2 separate regions of the Sus scrofa genome follow, and region 2 is linked to region 1. The links are chromatin contacts, called in public HiChIP or PLAC-seq maps. All regions are on one chromosome and are shown on one strand. Each heading gives the region's core, a stretch centred on a gene start, on an enhancer-like site or on the middle of the called end of the contact. The rest is flanking DNA. Distances are from core to core; before and after follow the strand shown.

Region 1 (6,786 bases), core at 1,951-4,450:
CAGGACAGAAATCTATCAGTACGAGCCACTGCTTACAAGAGATATCCAGCAAAAAGACCTAGATATTTCTAAAAGCAACCGAGTTAACAGTTTAAAAACAACAACAAATTTCTGATGATTCTAAGAATTGTATGTGGGATTTTTCGTTTTTGTTTTTCTTCTTTTTTTTTTATGACCACACCTGCGATATATGGAAGTTCCAGGCTAAGGGTCAAAGCAGAGCTACAGCTGCAGCCTATACCACTGGCACAGCAACACCAGATCCAAACCGCATCTACAACCTAAGCTTGTGGCAACACCAGATCCTTAACCCACTGAGCAATCAAACCCAAATACTCAACAGACACTGTAAGGTTCTTAATCTGCTAAGCCACAACAGGAATGCCAAGAATTGTACGGTTTTTTGATTTTTGGTTTTTTTTTTTTGTCTTTTTGTCTTTTCTAGGGCCACACCCAAGTCACATGGAGGTTGCCAGGCTAGGGGTTGAATTGGAGCTGTAGCTGCTGGCTTATGCCAGGGCCACAGCAACTCGGAATACAAGCTGTGTCTGCAACCTACACCACAGCTCATGGCAATGCTGGATCCTTAACCCACTGAGCGAGGCCAGGGATTGAACCCACAACCTCATGGTTCCTAGTTGGATTTGTTAACCACTGAGCCATGATGGGAATTCCCAAGAATTGTATGTTTTTAAGCAATCAGGCTTAAGAGAGCCTAGTAGTAGAAATATAGATCAGAGGTTGTCTCTAGTCACTAGGCTGGTGGAAGAACAAACTCCAATGAGAGTGAAAAAATTTATAATGAGATTGCCAAAAATCAAAAGACTTGATAAAACCATGTTGCCAATGGTGTAGGGAAACAAGTATTCTCATACACTTCTACAGAGAGAAATTCAGAAATAACAAAATTACAAAGACACACATTCTTTTGCCCAATTATTCCATTTCTAGGACTTAAAAGTAAAATAACACACAAAGGAAGTTCTTTAATTGAGTACTGTTTGCAGTCACCAAAAAATCAGAAACAAATACCATCAGCAAGGGGCTGGTAATATAAATTGTGCAACACCCACACAAGGGAATACCAAGCCTTATGTATTGATACGGAACACCACTTAAGATATATCATTAAGTAGGGAGGGGAGAAAAAAAGTAGGGTGCAGAACTGTTATGATGTGCTATCAGTTCCCACTGTGGCTCAGAGGGTTAGGAAAACCAACTAGTATCCCTGAGGACACAGGTTCAACCCCTGGCCTCACTCAGTGGGTTAAGGACCTGGCATTTCTGTGAGATGTGGTATAAGTCACAAACGCAGTTCCAACTCAACCCCTATCCTGGGAACTTCCATATGTTGCACGTGCAGCACTAAAAAAGCAAAAAAAAAAAAAAAAAAAAAAAAAAAAGTGCTATCAATTGTGGAGAAAAATGCATATACAAAGTGATTGGCTATTTACACTCAGAATCTCTTTGGAAAGTAAAAAAGAAACAAACTCCCAAGAAGGGAACCAGGTAGCTAGGGAACAAGAATTAGAAGAATACTTTTCACAGAAATCTCTTTTGAACTTTTTAGATTTTATGTACTAATGACTGTATTATCTATTAGGAAAACAAAATTTCTCAAACTTTTAAAAATATTATGTAGGTTACAGAGAACAAATATTACCTTGAAGGAAGTAGCAAATGGTGCTGTTCAGTCGAAGTGTCAAGCATTTGCAGAAAACATCTGAAACACCTAAAATCTCAGCTTTTAATCTATATATTTTGAGAGGGTAAGCTTCTAAGTTCAGCTTCTACATTTACTAAGATAGTTAATACTTAAAAAAATAATAATTTCCTTCATTCCTCTTCAGTTTGAACCTGACAGTTTCTGTTCAACAAACATTTTCTGAGCATCTTACAATGTCCCAAGACCTGGATACAGGCATTAGTATTACATAGGACTTGATAAACAGTTTAACAGATTGCACGTAATAGATGCTAAAGAAGCACCCACTTTTTTAAATGCTTGTCATTACTATGAACAAGAGGCAGCCTACTGTGGCTGAAGGAGTACTGGGCTTGAAAGAGACCCGGGTTTTAGTTCTATTTATTCCCTTAACTAACCATACAATTCTGCATAAGCAAAACCTGGCCACCACAGCAGGACTGCCTTCCTTACTACAAGTACTACATCAAAAGAAAATATATGTGAAAGCAAAATCCTTTTTAATCTGTGAAACACTTCAGAAACATGTTATTGCCACCAATATAAAGTTTTTGGGAAAAATACTTTATTTCCTTTTTTCTTGAGCTTTCTTGGCTGCTTAGCTGAAATTAACAGAAACAAAATTTTGTATTTTCATCATTCTTCAAAGTTAGTAGATGATGGTGCCAACTCACTTGTAAAGCATTCCAAGAGTAAAAGGTGAGTTTTCACTGAAAAGCACATATATAAAGTCCATACAAACAAAGGTAGGTATTCAAAAGCTACAAAACAGGGAGCTTACACCACACATTACCAAGGCCTTGATGCTCTTACAATGGAGCGTTAATGAGGAATAACAAGAAACCTAGGAAGGCAGCAAGAGGGCAAAGAGGCCCAAGACAGAGTGGACTACAGAAGTGACCAGGGTAGTGATTGTCACACTAGCTGCCTTTCCACCTTCTTAATGAAGTGCTTTGTCAATCCCCTAAATTTGAAGCTGCTGACTTAAAATCTTGACCTATTCTTATGCAATGAAAGGAATGTGTTTACTATTGCTACCACTGAAGTGTTACTCACCCTGTAGGACAATTTTTCAGATAAAACAAATTCTTCCTTCTACCATTAAAAGGCCAAAAAAAAAAAAAAAGAAGAAGGAAGGCAAAGGGAGAAAGGAAGGAAAGGGAAGAAGGGAGGAAGGAAGGAAGGAGAAAAAAAAGATAAATGTGTCATGCTGGCTTGGAGGTTACCCTATCATACCTTTAAGCATCAGCTCAAAGAAAGCATGATAAAATGTATAAAGGCTGCTTATACAATACAGGCACATAAAAATGTTAACTAATGTTTACTGGGAGGGTAGTGACTTTAAAACCAAGATATAAAAGCTAGACAGGTGATTTGGTTTTTTATTTATATTCATTTGAACATTTATTATGGGCCCACAATGTTTTGCTTCTAGGCCTCTGTACATGCTGTTCACTCTGCAGGAACCACTCTCTTTCCCACTCCACCCACTAACTTCCCCCTCACTAACCTCTCACATGTGACTTCCTGAGACGGCTTCCTTAACTGTCCCAACTTTCCCCACCCTTCTGTGTTTCCACAGCACTGTTTCACCCCATCCAAACACCTATCATATACAACATTCCACCATCATACAAAGCTCTATTAGTATATCAACTAATGTACATTAACTCATCAAATCTTCGTAACTTCATTATGAGACAAGCACTACATCATCCCCATTTACAGAGAGAAATGTGGCAAAGAATGGTTAAACAAATTACCCAAGGTCATAAAGCAAGTAATACCAACATGAGATGCAAACCCAGATTATCTGGTTCTTGAGCCTGCATTCTTAATAAGATCATTCTTGGCAATAATGTGAACTGGAGGGGAAAAAACTAGTGAGAAAGCTACTACGGTAAATCTCAGGAGAGAAACCATGAGGACCTGCAACAAGATTAGCAGCTGGAATGGAGAAGAGGTTAATTAAAAGAGATGTTACAGAAAGAGAAAAGGCTGTGGATGGAATAAAACTGAATCCAAAAGAGGTGTAAGAGATGTGCAGAAGATGGCACTAAAGGGGTTCCTGTTTTAGGAATCAGCCAATGGCAATGCCTCTCATCACAGTAAAAAATCAAAACAGCAAGCTGGAGGTGGGTGATAAACGCCCTCTGGGTCACCATGAATTTGAAGTGACTGAGATAAGACAACACACAGTGGGATATGCAAGGCCAAAGCTCAAAAGAGAGGTTTGGATTAAGACATGAATTTAGAGTTGCCGTCAGTATATAGAAGCTAAGTCAAGAGAAGGTTGACTCAGGAAGGTTAAAACAGTAAGTAAACAAGAACAGAACCTTAGGGAATTCAACACTTAAAAATATAGGCAAAAGATAAAAAGCCAGTAAACTAAAAATAAATCACCAGAAAGATGTGAGGAGTGGGAGAAGACACCTAGGAAAGAATTATCCCAGAAGTCAAGGGAAGGAGGGAACAGTCAACAAGTGCTAAGTGCTGCTGAGAGGTCAGGTAAGATAAAGACTGAAAACTGTCCTTGAGAGCTGTTTCCAACGGTGTTCTAGGGCCAAAGGCCAGATTGCAACAGACATGGAACCTTTTTATAGACTTTTTTTCCAAGAAGTTTCAAAATGAAGGGAAGGAGACAGCGTATAGATGAGGAGAAGAATCTGGAGCAGTGGTTTTTTTATTCTAATCTGATGGGAGAAACTTCCCCATGCTAAGGGGCAAAGATTGGAACATTATGATGGATCAAGGCTCCTGACGTAAGAAGAACAGGATCCTGCACAGAAATGGGGATACAGGAAGTTCACTGTGGCCCAGCGGTAACAAGCCTGACTAGTATCCATGAGGATTCGGGTTTGATCCCTGGCTTCTCGCTCAGCGGGTTAAGGATCTGGTGTTGCCGTGAGCTGTGGTGCAGGTTGCAGATGTGGCTCAGATCCCACATTGCTGTGGTGTAGGCCAGCGGCTATAGCTCTGATTTAACCCCTGGCCTGGGAACTTCCAGATACTGCAGGTGCAGCCCTAAAAAGAGAGAGAGAGAAAGGAAGAAAAAGAGAGGGAGAAAGAAAGAGGAAGAGAGGAAGAAATGGGGACACAACGTCTAGACCCGACACTTGACGTCCTCTGAAAGAATAGTAAAGGGGGAGACAATAAGAACAGACATATTGAAGCTAGTGTGGTGGGAGGAGTAAAGCGGGAGGAGCTCATGTGGCCAGAGAGACTGTTCTCTATGAAGTTGGAAATGGAAGTGTCTACTAAAAATGAGAGAGGCAAAAGAGTTAGAGGGACCCTGAACTGCTGCAGAGAGAATAGATTACAGACGGACATACATCCCCAAGCAGAGGCCAGAGCTGAGATTAGAGGCCACAAATTTGTATGTGGCACCCCATCACTTTGTGGGTTTGTGGAATTTTTTTCAAAATGGCAGAGAGTCCCATGAAGGAGCAGGGAGAGGATAGCTGGCTTAATTTCAAGGTTGGGGTTTGCCAATTTGCAGAAGTAAAGCGAGTAACTGAAGTGATAAACCATAAGGACAAACAATTAGAAGAAATGCATGGGGGGGGCGGCACCATAACCACACAGGGAATCTTCTCTGAACTACACATTGTATAGGACCTTGATGAGAGAAAGGAGCAGGTGCAGCAGGAGTGAGGAGAGAGAAAAGGTGGAAAATTAGAGCAGTTATGGTCAGGGAGTAGGACAGAAAAAAAATTTAGGTTTCCAGAAGTACACTGTCCTGGGTTCAAAGTACATTCATGAAAGCAGGTGTGAAGTGTGTTGTTTCTTGCATTTGTCTGAATTTCCATTACTAAGTAATTCTGCCCCCTGACTCTCTCAGTCAGTTCCCACCACAGGACATGGTGATAAGTTCGAGAGCCTGGGTTCTCAACCCTGGCTGTACTTCAGATGCACGTGGAGACTTTAACAAGCAAACAAACTGAAATCTGGGTCCCACTGCTAGAGTTGAATTTAAGTGGTTTGGTGCTTATTTTTTTAAAGCTCTTCAGGTAATTCTCAGTGGATTTACTGTCAAGAAACATTGCTTAGAAAGAATAGGACTTAAAAAAAAAAAAAAAAGAACAGGACTTGAGTTTATATTATAGAATTAAAGAAAAACAGACTGGGGAGTTCCTGTCATGGTTCAGTGGAAACAAATCTGACTAGGATCCATGAAGACTCAGGTTTGATCACTGGCCTTGCTCAGTGGGTTATGGATCCAGAATTGCTGTGAGCTGTGGTGTAGGTCACAGACTTGGCTCAATTTGTCGTTGCCATGGCTATGGTGTAGGCCAGAAGCTACAGCTCTGATTCAACCTGGGAATCTCCATATGGCTCAGCTGAGGCCCTAAAAAGACCAAAAAAAAAAAGGGAAAACAGATTGGCATGAGAAGAAATGAAATAACTAAAGCAGGAAAGTGGTGAAAAAAGATCTAAACCCTACTTCAGATACCTAGAGATGCCCTGCACAGGAAGGCTGGGAAACTATTAAAACACAGCATCACACTTAACAAACACACAAAAATGTAATGATGTTTCCAAGATTTCTGGTATAGATTCTAGAAAACTAAGGAATTAAATGTTTCGCTGTATCCAAGGATGAAGAAAAAAGAAAAACCTGCATTCTACTAAGAAAGAACTGAAAATCAACCATGAACAACAGCTCTAGGTTAACTACAGTTCACAATTCCCTGGAGGAAAAAGCAGCCTATCGTATAAGCATGATAATAACCTCATGTCCATGGAATCTACCTCTTCTGCACAAAAGGTGAAAGAATCAGCTGTCTTCTTTCACATTTACACAGATTTTAAGTTGTTTAGGCTGCCCCACTGCCATTCTACAGCAGTCATTGTCTCCTTAACAAGTTTTGCCAACAATCTTAAAACTCCCTACTACAAATCTAACTACTCTATCCAATTATTTTCTAAGTAACTGCCTGCAATCTTAACCTTTATTAGCCACTTTCTAGTCTATTTCCTAAATTTAAAGACAAAGTAAAAGTAATGCAGGAATGAATGTTAAAGACCAAAAAAAGACAAACATGACCTGTTGTCTGCTGCATTCCCTGTAAGGTTTGTTT
Region 2 (6,786 bases), core at 2,080-4,579, 210 kb after region 1:
GGGAGAGGGCAGGCCAAGAGCTGGGGCTGGTGGGGACCCACATGATGGGTTGGAGGTGACTCAGGACCTCGGGAGCCTGGCCCGTGCTTTGGGCCCTAGCGAGACAGTTTGGGGTCTGACCCCCCCAGTGTGTCATCTCTGCAGGAAACGGGCGAGCAGATCGCCATCAAGCAGTGCCGGCAGGAGCTCAGTCCCCGGAACCGTGAGCGCTGGTGCCTGGAGATCCAGATCATGAGGAGGTGAGCCTTGGGGCTGGGGGGACTGCGGGGGGTGGGGTGGGGTGGGAAGGGACTCTGGGATGTTGCAGTGACTGCCAGAGGAGCCCGCTGAGCTTGAGCATCTGGAGTCTGGACAAGAGTCCTGAGTCCCAGCCCCTCGGTTAGGATAGCAGCCAGACAGCCCAGATGGGTGACTTCTGGAGGAGTGGCCATCCCCCCCCATCACGGGGCTCTTGGTGTGTTTTATTTGCTATATTAAATTATTTAAAGCAGCCATCATCATGGCACATTTTCCTTTGTCAGCAAAAATCCTTTTTCTGTCCATATTTCCAGTTCTGAGGTGATAAACATGAGTCCACTGCTGTGAACCTGTTGCTGGGGTCTCTCCCTCCAGGGTGGGGACCTGGCTGCTGGCCACCAGGCGGATGCCCCCCTCCCAGCCGGGAAGGAATGTGGGGAAACCTGCAACCCAGTCAGGCCCTCAAATGGGGGCTCCATCACCAACCTCTGGGGAAAGGGAGGCATCGCCTTGTTTGCATGTGCACGTGCGCACACACACACCTCACACCCCACATACACACTCAAACACAGCACACACACCCCCACACAGACATACACACCACCCTCCACACACAAATACACACACATACCACACATCCCACATATACACACCACAGACACAGACACACCACATACCACACACACACACCACACGCACATACACACACACACCACATATACACATACCATAGCACACACACAGACCAGACACACCACGTACACACATTGCACACATAGACACACACCCCATCCCCACCCAATGGCATGAGATTGGAAGTCCTGCACTTTCTCTGCTTCCAGAAGCAGTTTGGAAGTGCAGGGAGGACTTGCCGAGGGGCCCCCTGAAGAAAACTACATTGCGCACTTGGCACTCATAGCCCCGGGGGTGGGTGCTGGGTGGATGCTGGTGGGTGCTGGCTGGTGGCCCCAGGTGAGTGGCAGGTTCCGCCCTCTCCCCCACTGCCCGCTCTCCAGGGCCTTTGGCTGCTCCAAGCTGTGGTGTCAGGCGAGCTTCTCAGGACGCAGATGACGGGGTGTGGGCTTGAGCCTGGTCCCTGCCTCACTGCCTCTCTTCCTTCCTAGGCTGAACCACCCCAATGTGGTGGCTGCCCGGGATGTCCCTGAGGGGATGCAGAACCTGGCTCCCAACGACTTGCCCCTTCTGGCCATGGAGTACTGCCAGGGCGGGGATCTGCGCAAGGTGAGCCTGCAGGGCCCTGCAGGGAGCTGGGGAGCCACGGGGCCCAGGGCCAGTAGCCTGGGTGCCAGGCTCAGCCCTACAGGAACTTGGGGTGGGACTTGCTGTGCACCCCACGCACTGGCTCTATAGTGATGAGGCCAAAACCCTCAGATCGTGAGTCCAAACACCTTCCTCCCTCGGGTTGTCAGAGCCGCTCGAGTCCTGCAGTGTCGGCCTGGCTGCCATCCCCATCAGGACACTTTCTCCCAGATGTGGCCACTCAGGGTCACACAGTGGGACAGGAAGGGACTGGCTGAGCCACCTGTGAGCCAGGCTGGCGCTCCAGAGCCGCCGCTGACTCAGCTTCTGGACCTTGTTCTCTTCCTCCCACCCCGTCCACGTCTCTTTACCAGAACACACCCTGCAGGGGGTGCTGAGGGACGGTGGCATGTCCACCTCCCCATTGATACTGGAGCTTACAGGATCCCCACCTGCTCTTACATGTAACCTCGTGTGATTTTCAGCAGCTCTGTGGCCTTGGTAAAAGAGATAGGGGAGGGAGCTCCTATCATGGCTCAGTGGAAACGAATCTCACTAGCATCCATGAGGGTGCAGGTTTGATCTCTGGCCTCACTCAGTGGGTTAAGGATCTGGAGTTGCTGTGAGCTGTGGTGTAGGTCACAGATGCCCCTCAGATCTGGCCTTGCTGTGGCTGTGGTGTAGACTGGCAGCTACAGCTCCAATTCCACCCCTAGCCTGGGAACCTCCATATGCTGCAGGTGTGGCCCTAATAAAAAAAGAAAAAAAATAAAAGAGATAGGAGAGCTCCCACTGTGACACAATGGTATTGGAAGTGCCTTTTTTTTTTTTTTTTTTTTTTTGTCTTTTTGTCTTTTTAGGGCCACACCCACAGGCATATGGACGTTCCCAGCTAGGGGTCTAATCGGAGCTGTAGCCTCCAGCCTACACCACAGCTACAGCAACGCCAGATCTGAGCCACATCTGTGACCTACACCACAGCTTATGGTAGCGCCAGATCCTTGACCTGCTGAGCGAGACTAGGGATCACAACCTCATGGTTCCTAGTCAGATTCATTTCCGATGTGCCACGATGCAAACTCCAGCAGTGTCTTTTCAACGCTGGGACACGGGTTCCATCCGTGGCCCAACACAGTGGGTTAAGGATCCCGGCGCAGCTTCAGCTTAGGTTACAACTACAGCTCAAATCTGATCCCTGGCCTCGTAACTCCATCTGCAGCAGGGTGTCCAAAAAAGAAAAAAAAAAAAAATAGGATCCCCGTGAAGGGTGGTTCCCTGGCCTCATGGCTGCAGTGACAGAGCTAGGGGACCGCCTGTGTGGAACCAACTGCAGCCCCTCCCTGTCTGTGAAAGGAATCGTGCCTCAGAGCACAAGGGACAAGTTGGAAAGCTCTGGGCACAAGTTGGTTTTGTCCTGAAAAGAGGTTGCCCTATCCTCTGTCTGCCCTCACCTTTCACTCCAGAAGGAAGTTCTCAAGATTGGGGGAGGGGGTGGGGGTCAGGATAGCTGGGCGTTTCTTCCATCCTCACACAAGTTTCCCGGACCCAGAGTCCTGTGCTGCTCCCATTACTCTTCTGGCCCCTTCCGCCCTCTTTTTCTAAAGGAAACTTTCCATGAGGGCTCATCAGCGTGGGTGGCCCTTCCGTCCCGGGAGGTGGGCAAGTCTGGGGAGCGTCAGGCAGGATGTGAGCAGGGTCACCGGTCACCGGCTCAACCCACAGGCCAGGCCTGATAAGAGCCGAGAAATGGGGAACCTGACAGCGCTTCGATTCTCCTTTATTTTTCTGACCTATGACAGCCATCCGATTACTAACTGTAGCTATTTAGGGACATGAAGCTGTGTCATTGTAGTTGCAACGACAGTTGTCAGAGGACAGCGTGGGAGGTGGGTGGGCTGGCGTCAGATTACGGAGGCAGAGGGTTTCAGACGTTATCTCGGAGCCAGCCCGCCAGGGAAGAGGCTGATCCAGACTTTGGCATGGTTGCCGTGGCACAGGGTACAGGATGATGAGGACAGGGGTGGGAGGGCAGGCAGCAATGGTACCCTCTTGGGGCCTCTGTCCATGTGGCCACTGGAGGGCCCTGGGCGCTGGAGATCTGTCCTCTTTGTCTTCCAAGTGAGGTCGCCCATTATTCCCTCGTCCAGAAAGTTCAGAACCTATACTCCTGGTCTGGAGAGACACGCTTGGCCAGCACGTGAGCCGGGTGAAGGAGTGAGGTGTGTGTGCCTGGCGCAGGGAACAGCTCGCACACGAGCCCGGGTGTGGGTGTTAGTACGTCGGCCCACTTCAGTGGGGAGTTTCTTTTCTGAACTTGAAGCTGGCCTCCAGCAGCAGAATTGAGCTCCTCGATAAGCTGCTAGGGGAGTTCCCGTTGTGGCTCAGTGGGTTATAAACCCAACTAGATCTGTGAGGATGCAGGTTCAATTCCTGGCCTCACTCAGTGGTTGAAGGATCTGGCATTGCCGGGAGCTGCGGTGTAGATAACAGTGCTTGGGTCCCGTGTTGCTGGCAGCTGCAGCTCCGATTCAGCCCCTAGCCCAGGAACTTCCATATGCTGCAGGTGTGGTCCTTAAGAAACAGAAAAAAAAAAAAAAAAAAAAAAAAAAAAAAAAAAAAAGCTGCCAGGGCCAGGAAGGCACAGGGGCTGTGTTTGGATATGAGCTTCAGATGGACACTGGACACGCATTGTAGGGCCATGCCCCAGCGCGGCTGTAGAGCAGAGGGATGGCTGGACCACTCCTGCCCAGCTTCCTTGCCTGTGAAACAGAAATGCCACTGGCGCTTGCCTTGGAGGTGTCGGGGAGGGAGGTGAAGCGAGACACGGCGGCTTCCCTGAGCCCATCCGTGCAGCTCTGCCTGGTGCCCGCTGCCTGGTCCACATCGGGGAAGGGGTCGGCAGAGGTGTTGGGTGGCTCCTGTGGGCTCCCGGGGGCACTGGCCCAGCCAGGACTGAGCTCACACGGGCAGGCCTGCCTCCCTCAGGCCCACAGCACAGCTGAGAAGGGCCCCTTCTTAGAGTAACTCAGGGCAGTGTGCGCCCACGAGCATCTCCAGAAGCTCTCAGACCTGCTTCCTCCTGCCCCGCCTGGGCTGACCCGCCTGTCCTGCCACCCAGCTGCCTATGCGCCCAGGTACCCAAGACCCAGGGCCCAGGCCGCACTCAGATGGCCTCAGCTGGTGAAAGGCACTGGCTGGTGTCCTGGTGGCTGGTGACCCCTCACTCTGACACCTTTGTCCCCTCTTGACAGTACTTGAATCAGTTCGAGAACTGTTGTGGCCTGCGGGAAGGAGCCATCCTCACCTTGCTGAGTGACATCGGTAAGTCGCAGCTGGTGGCTGGAGCGGGGGCGGGGGCGGGGGGGATGACTGGCCCTCTGACCTTTGCAGAGGTGGGGTTGGCAGGGATCAACAGGGCCTAGTCTGGCAGGCGCTAAACTCAAATAGGTTTCCCTTCCTTCCGGACCGAGTCACAAACTGAATTAGGATGAATGTAGAACAACAGATTTCCTTTCCCATTAAAAAGCTCCACTCCCTACTTTCCCGGAACGGCCAGCACCGGCAACGGGAGTAGCTTGTCATTTGAGTGAATTTCATTGCTTGGCAGCGAGTTTTTCCACTTCCCCACGGGCAGTTCTTTTGCCAGCCACAGGCCTGAGGAAAACAAACCTTGTTTAACCCTTGGATGCCGACGGTCACCTCTGAGGAGAGTGTCGGGGGCCCTCTGAGAAGGCCCAGCTGGTGGCCCAAGTACCTTGGGGAGAGGGAGGGAGGCTGACCTCAACCTGCAGGGGTCAGATGCCACCTCCCCGACCCTAGCACCTGCTTTCTGTTGGTAAATCTTCAGGGTTGTTGGTGCAGGGTAGGAATCTGAGCTCTAAGGTTGGAGTTGAGTTCATGTTGTGGTTCAGCGGGTTAAGAACCTGACTAGTATCCATGAAGACACAGGTTCAATCCCTGGCCTCGCTCAATGGGTTAAGGACCCGGCATTGCCATGAGCTACAGTATGGGTGGCAGACACGGCTTAGTTCTGATGTTGCTGTGACTGTGGCGTAGGCTGGCAGCTGCAGCTCCAATTCAACCCCTACCTAGCCCGGGAACTTCCATGTGCTGAAGGTGTGGCCCTGGGGAAAAAAAAAAAAAAAAAAGAAGAAGAAGAAGAAAAGAAAATTTGATGGTTGGTGTTAAGATTGGAGTTCCCCAGAGTTCCTGATGAGCATTCGCCCCCAGATCTGGGAGTGTGATACCCTTTTCACCCCTTTTCCCATCACAACCTCTTTGAAACTGTATTTTTTCCTTTTTGTGTGTTCCAACTTTCTCTTTAGAAAAATGTCACGTGTATAGGGAAGTTGGAAGAGCAGTGGAACACACATACCCTTCACCCAGGCTTGCTGGCGGTGGCTGTCTCTCTGTGTCTGTAAAGCTGTGTTTGCAGAGGCTGGACCTGGGGCGGAGTGGGGCCCCTGGTCCTCGTGGCTCCTGCCTGCTCGGTGGGTCTGCCTCTTCGTCACTCGGGCAAGAAGGCAGTGAAGGGGGGAGTGGAGCGCTAACACGCTTAGGATTAGGCTCCTAAGGGTCTGACATCGAAAGGGCCCTCTCAGAGTTTCCATTGTGGTGCAGCGGAAACGAATCTGACTAGTATCCATGAGGATGCGGGTTTGATCCCTGGCCTCACTCAGTGGGTTAAGGATCTGGCGTTGCCATGAGCTGTGGTTGTGGGTCACAGACGTGGCTCGGATCTTGAGTTGCTGTGGCTGTGGTGTAGGCCAGCAACTACAGCTCCGATTCGACCCCTAGCCTGGGAACTTCCACATGCTGTGGGTGTGACCCTAAAAAACAAAACAAGCAACAAAAAGGACCTCTCCCTCTCCACCCCGTGTCTCTGGTCTGTGGATAGGGTTCATAGTGAAGGCATACAGGCATTGCACCGGTTTGGGTTTTATTTTTTTCCAGCTCGGTTGAGGTAAAATTCACGTATAACATACGTAAGTTTCAGGGGTGCAGCATGAAAAGATTCTACCAGTTTTGTGTGACCAGCATGGGCATCCACTGCCAGCCGGACTGCTTCCCTCATATGGGTATATGGGAGGCACCCCCCTCTGAGCCCCAGCAGGTCCTGTCCGTAGACCAAGAATCCCCCCTGTTCTCTTGACACCTTGCCCTCGCTGGCCCATCCCTGTGGTGCTGATTTTGTCATTTGCCCCGGTGGCCATGTCATCGGTTTAGCCTCTGTTGAGTTGGATTGCAGGCAGGTTTGTAGGTTGGGGAATATTCCTTTGCTTTTTGTGG

Evidence for each region. HiChIP or PLAC-seq counts read pairs in DNA pulled down with a chosen protein or histone mark.
Region 2: an H3K27ac HiChIP or PLAC-seq map of alveolar macrophages shows a contact between it and region 1. The contact joins two enhancer-like sites. A contact is called at or near these places in 1 of 47 Hi-C or Micro-C datasets (epiblast stem cells) and 1 of 2 datasets of contacts at active chromatin or transcription factors (alveolar macrophages).

The regions. Positions count from the first base shown.
Region 1 is chr17:11,090,046-11,096,831 of Sscrofa11.1, forward strand. The region is part of intron 2 of KAT6A (histone acetyltransferase KAT6A); the gene reads right to left. Among named protein-coding and RNA genes, the nearest start is that of KAT6A, 17 kb to the right of the region's middle. Within about 2 kb of position 3,201, at least 15 of the 83 cell types and tissues checked have an H3K27ac peak or open chromatin away from gene starts, as enhancers often do. A contact at or near this core is called in alveolar macrophages, where this site is marked.
Region 2 is chr17:11,304,757-11,311,542 of Sscrofa11.1, forward strand. It overlaps IKBKB (inhibitor of nuclear factor kappa B kinase subunit beta), which reads left to right. Exons shown (of 21, transcript NM_001099935.1): 2 at 145-239; 3 at 1,362-1,479; 4 at 4,749-4,818. Among named protein-coding and RNA genes, the nearest start is that of IKBKB, 18 kb to the left of the region's middle. Within about 2 kb of position 3,330, at least 20 of the 83 cell types and tissues checked have an H3K27ac peak or open chromatin away from gene starts, as enhancers often do. A contact at or near this core is called in alveolar macrophages, where this site is marked.